Linked DNA regions of Sus scrofa: regions 2 and 3 are each linked to region 1. Evidence: chromatin contacts called from public Hi-C and promoter capture Hi-C data. All regions are on one chromosome and are shown on one strand. The core of a region is the stretch at or near the end of the contact, and the rest is flanking DNA. Distances in the headings are between cores, read along the strand shown. Region 1 holds the start of BMP6 (bone morphogenetic protein 6). Region 2 has its middle 59 kb from the start of BLOC1S5. Region 3 holds the start of TXNDC5 (thioredoxin domain-containing protein 5).

Evidence for each region. Promoter capture Hi-C pulls out the DNA fragments that hold promoters and counts their contacts. A called contact is a pair of places that touch in the nucleus more often than the background predicts.
Region 2: a contact with region 1 is called in a Hi-C map of skeletal muscle, with 5 times the contacts expected there. The contact joins the enhancer-like site here to the promoter of BMP6 in region 1. A contact is called at or near these places in 4 of 5 promoter capture datasets (fetal liver, fetal skeletal muscle and liver), 18 of 47 Hi-C or Micro-C datasets (adipocytes, alveolar macrophages, embryonic fibroblasts and 10 more) and 1 of 2 datasets of contacts at active chromatin or transcription factors (skeletal muscle).
Region 3: a promoter capture Hi-C map of liver shows a contact between it and region 1, with 5 times the contacts expected there. The contact joins the promoter of TXNDC5 here to the promoter of BMP6 in region 1. A contact is called at or near these places in 1 of 5 promoter capture datasets (liver) and 1 of 47 Hi-C or Micro-C datasets (liver).

What each region holds. Positions count from the first base shown.
Region 1 is chr7:5,057,469-5,060,198 of Sscrofa11.1, reverse strand. BMP6 (bone morphogenetic protein 6) reads right to left here and starts at 1,382. Exons shown (of 7, transcript NM_001168001.1): 1 at 618-1,382. The coding sequence starts at 1,257.
Region 2 is chr7:5,303,438-5,306,167 of Sscrofa11.1, reverse strand. No RefSeq gene overlaps it. Among named protein-coding and RNA genes, the nearest start is that of BLOC1S5, 59 kb to the left of the region's middle. Within about 2 kb of position 1,412, at least 3 of the 83 cell types and tissues checked have an H3K27ac peak or open chromatin away from gene starts, as enhancers often do. A contact at or near this core is called in skeletal muscle, where this site is marked.
Region 3 is chr7:5,235,525-5,238,254 of Sscrofa11.1, reverse strand. TXNDC5 (thioredoxin domain-containing protein 5) reads left to right here and starts at 1,398. Exons shown (of 10, transcript XM_021100160.1): 1 at 1,398-1,729. The coding sequence starts at 1,443.

The sequences.
Region 1 (2,730 bases), core at 133-2,632:
TGAGCGAGGGTACTGGGTGGGTTACCCCAACTGGGCTCGGGATCCGGCCTCAAAGCCGCGCGAGCCCCGCCTGGCTGGGACTGGCGGTCCTTTCGGGACCTCCTTCTGCAACCCTCCTCCCCCAATTCCGTGGATACCGAATAACACAGTCATGTCAAGTTTCCAAAGTACTCAGCTGCTGTCGGATTCCCTAAAAGTCCCGGTGGGAACCCTGGCACTCAGAGCGTTGAGGATGCAGAACAAAACAAGAGGGGAAGGTTGTTGAAGAGCCTTCTTCCCAGCTGGAGCCAATCCTGCCCCATTTTTCTGCCACAATAGAGTGAACGGGGCCCAAACCGGGCACTAGTGGGGAAAGCGCGGGACGCGCTCAGGCCGTCACCGAGACGCGCCCCAGTCTGCCGGCCGCCTCCCGCCGCCCGGTCCGGCGCGCGGGGAGTGCCCTTGCGGCTCCCGCAGCGCAGGTGACGGGAGGGCAGCCGGCCTGTCCCCGCATTCCCGCCGCGCCACCCCGGACCCCCGAGCCAGGGGGCTTCTCCACCCTCTCAACCCCACTCCCTGGGCCAGAGAGACTGGAAAGGAGAGAATATTCCAGCCGTTACGCTACCCCCAGTCCTTACCCAGGTTCACAAAGCTCATGACCATGTCGGCGTCGTTGAGGAAGGCGCTCTCCTGCGCGCTGGTCAGTGGGGAAGCGCTGCCACCAGGTCCGGCGGCCAGGAGGCTCCTGCTGCCGAGGGGATGCGCGGCGCGAGGGGGCGGCTGCCGAGGCGGGGACGAGCCAGTCCCTCCGCGCAGCCCGGGCTGCCCCATCTCCTTGTCCGAAGCCAGGTCCTCTTCGTCGTCGGCGGACAGGGCGTTGTACAGGTCCAGCATGAAGAGGGGCGCAGACTTCAGCCGCCCGGGCGGGGGCTCCCCGTGAGTCTGCTGCTGCTGCGGGAGCGCAGGGGGCTGCGGCTGCTGGAGGCCATGCAGGGGCCGGGGCCGGTGCGGGAGCCCCAGCACCGAGAGGATCTCCTTCTGCATCTCCCGTTTCTCGTGCGTCTTGAGCCGCCGGTAGAGGAAACCGGAGGAAGAGGTCTGCGGCGGGGGCGGCTGCTCCGCGTGGCCCGGGCTCCCGCCGTCCCCCAGCAGCGCCCCCCCGGCGGCGGCGGCGGCGGCGGCGGGCAGGGGCGGCCGCAGCGACGGTGGCCCGCAGCAGCTGCACAGCAGCCCCCACCACCAGCACAGCCACTGCGCCCTCCGCCCCAGGCCCGGCATCCCCGCCCGGCCGGGCTGGCCCCGCGGGCCCCGCGAGGCGTGCAGCGGCTGAGCGAGGCTGGAGCGCGGCCGCTGTGGCCCTTGGCGTGAACAGCCCCCGCCAGCTCCCGGCGGGCTCGCTTCCCCTTCCTGGCCCTCAGTCCTTATCTCTCATGGTCGTCTGGGGCGCCCCCAGATGCCCAGACTGGAGGGGAGACGAAGGGGGCGATCCCCGGGAGAACCACTGGAGAGGAAGGGGGAGCCCCGCACTCCCGCGCAGATCTCCGGAGGCTGACGGTCCAGACCAGGTGCGTCCGAGTGGGGGCCGCGCTGCCGCCAGCGCCCCCGCCCCTGGGCGGGTCACGGCACGGTCTCTCTCGGGTCTGGCTGCCCGCGCACGTGCGCTGCCTCGCGCCCTCCCGGGAGGCTGAGCGGGACCCGGGACGGCGGGGGAGCGGGGCCGCTCACCAGCTGCGGGGGATACCCGTCATCATCCTCGCGCACGCCTCGCCCCGACTCGCGCGGCCGCGGTGAAGTTTACCCCGCCGTAGGGCCCGGGCCGTGGCGACAAGGCGTCCCAAGATGCCAGCCTTCTCCGCGAGGCTGAAACTTCCCAGTCGCGCACAAACTCTGCGCCCCTCCGCCCTCGGGCACTGCCGCTCTCGCTCAAAATCTCCACGCGCCGCTCGACTCCCCAGGCGGAGGCGGTGAGGCTCTTGCTTTCCGTTCGGTGTTCGCCGGGCTGCCCTGCAAACCCCCCTCGCAGAAGGGACGAGAGGCAACCGGACCCGTGCTCAGGACAGCGCAGTCGGCGCGGGGTTTCACCGGCTCCCGCCTCCCAGCGCGGTGCTGCCGGCAGCGGCCAACGTGGGCTTTCTGGTGCGCGTCTAGCTCAGGTACCGCACTCCAGCCCCTGGGACGCCCCGCCCTCCCGAGTAACGGGCAGGCCGGCGGCCAATAGAGAGGCGCGTCTCGTCTGTATTTAAATAGGCCCGCCCCCTTCTTTCACCCTCCCTCTCCCCCGAGGCGTTGCCTCCGCAGCGCGTAGGTTTCAAGCACCGAGAATTCTCGCCAGCGCCCAAGGAGGGGCGAGGTAGCAAAGGCAAAGAGATCTGATCAACACCCCAGTGCGAACCTCTCTTCTTTACGATCACATAAAAGGCCTAAATGCTGCCTTAACTAAATAAAAGCAAAATCAGCTGTTAAATCAACGCCACCTGAATCAACTGAGGAAGACCAGAGAAGTATGGATTTCCCATTTCTTCCTTATTTTCGCTAATTGATGTTATATAGGCGTTTAGCGTGACTTCCAAAGGCAGCTGGTGGAAGTTGGGACACACCCTCGCAGAAGCTGCTCCCAGACGCCACAGAGAGGACCAAATGTAAGCCAGACCCAGTGTCCTGAGGGCTCCGGGACGGGGTATTTTGATTTATCTCTTCATTCCGGCTTCGACTTGGCTTCTAAAGCTGGCATGCCAAAGGAGGAGGATGTAA
Region 2 (2,730 bases), core at 163-2,662, 250 kb before region 1:
TGCAGACGCGGCTCGGATCCCGAGTTGTTGTGGCTCTGGCGTAGGCCGGTGGCTACAGCTCCGATTAAACCCCTAGCCTGGGAACCTCCATATGCCGTGGGAGCGGCCCAAGAAACAGCAACAACAACAACAACAAAAAGACAAAAAAAAAAAAAAAAAAAAAAAGAAGTGTCTGAGGACCACAAATGGGGGAGAGTGGAGGGGTAAGAGTGTCCAGTCTGAGTTCCAATCCCACCTCTGCTCCGTACTACCCAGGGGGCCACAGGCAGGTTACTTCACCTCTGTGCCCCGGGACCCTCATCTGTAAGATACAGGCAGTAAAAGTGCCCAGACCCACCTATTTTGAGGATTAAATTCATTAACCTCTGTCATACATGTTAAATGGAGCCTGACGTATAAGTGCGGTATCTAATGTTTGCTTTTATAACAGTTTTATTATCATCCTCGCCATCGATTCTAGATGTTATTTAGGAATTTACTCTCTGGAATCCACCCATCAGAAGGCTGATAGGTCATGATTGCAAGCAGTTTAAGCGTCTTCAAGTGAAGCCGGGGCAGCTCCCCTTGGGCACTTCGCTAGCTTGGGCCGCTTTCTAGGATCCTAAATGCATATTAAAGCCAGAGAAATACTAGTTTTGTAAAGCCTTAGATGGCACACCCAAACAGCTGGTACCACCAATGACGTCACATTTCAGGAAGATCAGCTAATATATTCCATGCCCTCACAGGTACTTCTCAGGATGAAATGTGTTTTAGTTCCCAGGCTGGTCTTTGATTCAGACCCAAATGAGAGGAACATCTAGCCTTTCAAAGAACTGAACTCATTTTGATAGCACTGAATTTACTGGGGTTATTCCTCTCCCCATTTAGTGGTATCGGTGAAACGTCTCATTTCTCAAAACAAGTTTTGCCGCCGCCCTCTCGAAAGAATGTTACTGGTATGTGGGCAGGTTGTCCGGGGCCAGCCTCTTATCTGGAGACCTGATTCAAAAAGTCTGAGTGCAGCGAAGGGCCTGAGGCCGCCTGCTTTGGTTTTCTTTTGTTTAAAGAGCATGCACGGGTCTTGCTAAAGCACCGTGCTGTACCCCCATCCAGGAACCCCGCTGCACACATCACTTCCTGAGCGCCCGGAGTTGGAAGGCCATTATCTCCTCACCAAACAGGCTGAAACAACAGTTCCTGATATTCTTCTCAAATACTTGAACTTCCCAAGGCATCCGGAAAAAATAATTCCATGGGATGGTGTTGCGAATAAAGGTAGGATATTTCCGTTTCCTTGGCTGGAACCCAGGGACCAGCAGAAAGGAATTACTGCCCACTGAGTAATTGCTGAATTACGGAGGGGGGCTCGGGCTCCGGCGGCGGGGGGTGCTGTTTGTCTTTGTTTTGGGAGCCCTGCGCTGGACATGATGGCCTTGGGTTCCTGTGTGTCCATTTGTGGGAACCATCCCAGACATGACCTGCAGCTCCTGGAACTAACTGGTCTAGGACTTCGTTTCCTTGCACGCCTAAAGAGAATTCGAGACTCCTGGTTCCGACTTGCCAGATAAGAAAGGCATACTTTCTAGAAAGAATGAGTATAACCTGGTTTACCGTAGAGTGGGAGCTTTTTGCACCCTGTGCCTCCAGCTTTTTTGAATGTGCATTGGTAGGTTTTCATAATAGGAGCTCTCTCCTCTTTGACCCTTAACCATCAAGGCGCCGCCAAGGGAGCCTAATAATGGTCACGGCCAAAAAAAAAAAAAACAAACAAAAAAAAAAAACAATTAAGATGAATGTTTAGACACGGCCTTCTGGAATTCTCATCTGAAGAACAACTTATTTCATCAGGGACACACAGGCGGGTTTTCTTCGACGTGTCCTGAGACAAAATTGGGCACAGCCCTTTGGATGTTGAGCCTCAAGCATGTTGATTCTAAAGCTGTTTGGACATTTCCAGGAGATTACCTGCTTTGAACTTCATCTGAGTCTCTGGCTCTGTGTTGACCTGTCCTCCCTACTAAATCAAAGGTGTAATATATGGTGTGCAAGTGTCACAGGGAGTGGCAGTGAGCAGAATGAAGAGACACTCAAGATTCTGGAGCGTTAGGCAGGGAGATTGTGTAAGCAGTTTCTGGAAACGTCGACTATGTCAGTTGGCTCATCCTCCTGTCTGGAAGCTTAGGTATTGATTCAGTGTCTTTTCATCCCAATACTTCAAAGCACATTGTTTGATACTTTTCTCTAAGGAAATGTATAACTTTTGAAAAGGTAGTGTGAAATTGGCATTTAAAATTGTTCCTTTCTTTCTTTCTTTCTCTCTTTCTTTCTTTCTTTCTTTCTTTCTTTCTTTCTTTCTTTCTTTCTTTCTTTCTTTCTTTCTTTCTTTTTGTCTTTTTAGGGCCACACCCATGGCATATGGAGGTTCCCAGGCTAGGGGTTGAATTGGAGCTGCAGCTGCCAGCCTACAGCACAGCCACAGCAAAGCCATATCTGAGCTGCATCTGCAACCTACACCACAGCCATGGCAATGCCGGATCCTCAACCCACTGAGCAAGGCCAGGGCTTGAACCCGCAACCTCATGGTTCTTAGTTGGATTCGTTTCTGCTGCGCCACAATGGAACTCCTAAAATTGTTCATTTCTGATTGTGTCAGAAATCAGCCAATTCTTTAGAAAGAGTGGACTATCTAAACGGAGACTTTCTTCCTTAGAGACGTCTTTCCACTGAGCCTGGCCCTTTCTTGGCCGG
Region 3 (2,730 bases), core at 149-2,648, 180 kb before region 1:
CAACCCCAGATCCAACCCACCGAGCGAGGCCAGGGGTTGAACCCGCAACCTCATGGTTCCCAGTTGGATTCATTTCTGCTGCGCCACAATGGGAACTCCCTGGAGAGGATTCTTGAGATGTGAACTGAGGAATCTTGCGTTTTACCCAGTAGGGAGGGGTGGGGGAGGGTGCTGAGCAGCAAAGTATCACGGTCAAAGGCAGGCTTTGGGAAAACTAACTTTCCAGGCTTGTGAATGGAAGAAGCCTTTAGAAAGCTACTGCACAGGCCAGGATTAAGGTCTCATCAGGCATGAACCCTGAGAAGGGTGGAAAGAAATGGTATCAGGAGAGAAATGTGGTTGGCTTGTATGTGTAGGAGATAAGGAAAAAGAGGGAGTGAGTGGCAGAGTTCCCTGTTTCAGGTGTTACTGGTTAGGAGAAAAAGTCTTGAGGGGAAATTGATGGTTTGTTATTTGTGCATCACTGTTGAGTAGTGGTTGAAGCCAAGGCTGGAGGGGAGTGATGACAGGTGAATCACTGGGCGCTTCCCCTGCAGCCGCCAGGAGTCAGTGGGGTTTCCCAGATTGAAAATAATCAAGGAAGAGCAGGAGCCCAGGAGGCAACCTAGTGGGGCTGCCTGATTGAGCTTCAGATTCCCAGGGCAGGGCCTAACCTTCAGTGACCCAGGCAATCAGGCGTGTGTGCAGGTGTGAACTATGAGGCACCCGATTCACACCTGGGGACCCCTCGCAGTGGTTCCACCGGGGCAGGGCAGCCAGCGTTGGGGTATCGTTATCACCCTGACACACCTGGGGATTTGGAAGCAGAGAACACCAGCCAGTCGTTGTTTGGAGGAGGAGCCCTGCAGGATTTGTGTCGAGGACGCAAGGGTTTTGCTTGGGAAGCAGGTTTCATCACACCTCTGAGCTCAGGCCCAGAATCACAGTTGAGGCCCGGCCGACAGTTTGAGTCATTCAGGTGCAAACCCCTCCCACTTTTGCTCTATTTTCTGAATTCTGCTGACAGCAGCTCTTTCTTCCCTTTGCCTGAAATCCCACGTCTTTGTGTACGTGAAGATTCACGAGGCTGGCAACCCCCCCCCCTGTGGCTCTGGGCCTGGCCTCTGGGACCATCCAGTACTCAGCCCTGCTCTGGGCGGAGCGGCCACAGCTTGGGTTTGGGGAGGCGCGGGGGTCCCGCAGGATGTACCCGAGCGGTCCCGGAAAGTGCTGGAGGTCCGACAGGCAAGTTCTCCGGGGCGCGAACCCACGCGCTCCGCGGGGTCCCGGCCGGGCGCCCCGGACGCGCGCGGACCCACCTCCGCGGGGAGCGGGCGCGCGCCCGGCGGGGCGGGGCGGGGGCGGGGCCTCAAGGGCGGGGGGCGGGGCGTGGGGCGGGAGGCGGCGGCGGGCAGCGCGGAGGGGACCGGCTGCCGCGGCGAGAGCGCGCCCAGCCCGCCGTGATGCCCGCGTGCCCCGGACGCCTCCTCCCGCCGCGGCCCCGGGCCCTGGCCCCCGCCGCGCCGCCGCTGCCGCTGCTGCTGCTGGTGCTGCTGCTGGGAGCCGGCGGCGGCGGCGGCGGCGGGCACTGGGGCGTCCGGGCCCAGGAGCCGGGGGCGGCGGCGGCCGGGCCCCCGGCGGCCGAGGGCGAGGACGGGCAGGACCCGCACGCCAAGCACCTGTACACGGCCGACATGTTCACGCACGGCATCCAGAGCGCCGCGCACTTCGTCATGTTCTTCGCGCCCTGGTAACTGGCCGCGCCGCCCGCCTGGGGCTCCGCGGGCGCGGGGCGGGCCGGGGCCGGGCTCTGGGCGCGCGGGGGGCGCGGGCCGCGGCCCGGGGGAGCTGGGCGGGGGGCTCGGCGGGCTCCGGGGGGTCCGGGCCGGGAGCAGGGGGCCGCGGGGGCCGGTGCGAGTCGGGCGCTCGCGGCTGACGTGGCGCCAGGCGGTCGGGGCGGAGCGGGAGGGGGCGGGCCGCGGGGGCCGAGCCGGAAAAGGCCGTCCCTCCGGCTCCCGACGCCCCCTCCCCGACCCCGGAACGAGGCAGGGGGAGGGAGGGACGTCGCCCCTCGGGGCCGCTGAGAATCCGGCACCCGCCGGTCCCCTGTGCCCCGGCGCCCAACTTCCGCGCGGTGCTGCCCGGACCTGGGGGCCGCGCGCCGCTACCGAGGGTTCGGCTTGGACCCTTGGACTCGCCGAAGGGCAGGTCCCCGGCCCGCCCGAGGGTTTAACTGAAACACGGGGACTCAGGAACTCGTGATTTCCCATTTTGTGGCACAGAGGGTTCCTGCGCTCCCCCGGGAGGCGGCGAGCAGTTCCGATTCTGGGGTCCCTCCGCGGTTCCGGGTGCGTGGGGAACTGTGCTCTCGGTGAGAGGAGCCACTGACTCGGGACTCAAGGCTGACTTCTGGCCCCTGCTCCCCTGTGCTCTCTTGAGGCCTGGTCGTCTGCAAAGTCACCGCGTTGAACAGAGGTCCCTCCTGCCGTGGTTCCTGGGTGGGGGCTTTGGTTGGGCCTCAGTGCCAACCACAGAGACCCCTGCCCTGGGAGTTGTCCTCAGAAGCACTCCCTGCCGTTCACAGGATCACAGGGGCCTTCCCCCGGGGGGCCTAGATGCCCAGTGTAGGGGGTCCTCACTGGCAGAGCAGATGGCCAGGCTGCAGAATTTGGCCTTCTTCCCCAGGGCAGACGAGGCTCCTTGAGATTTGGGAAGGGGATGGGATGGAGAAGGTGCCCAAGGAAAACGTCC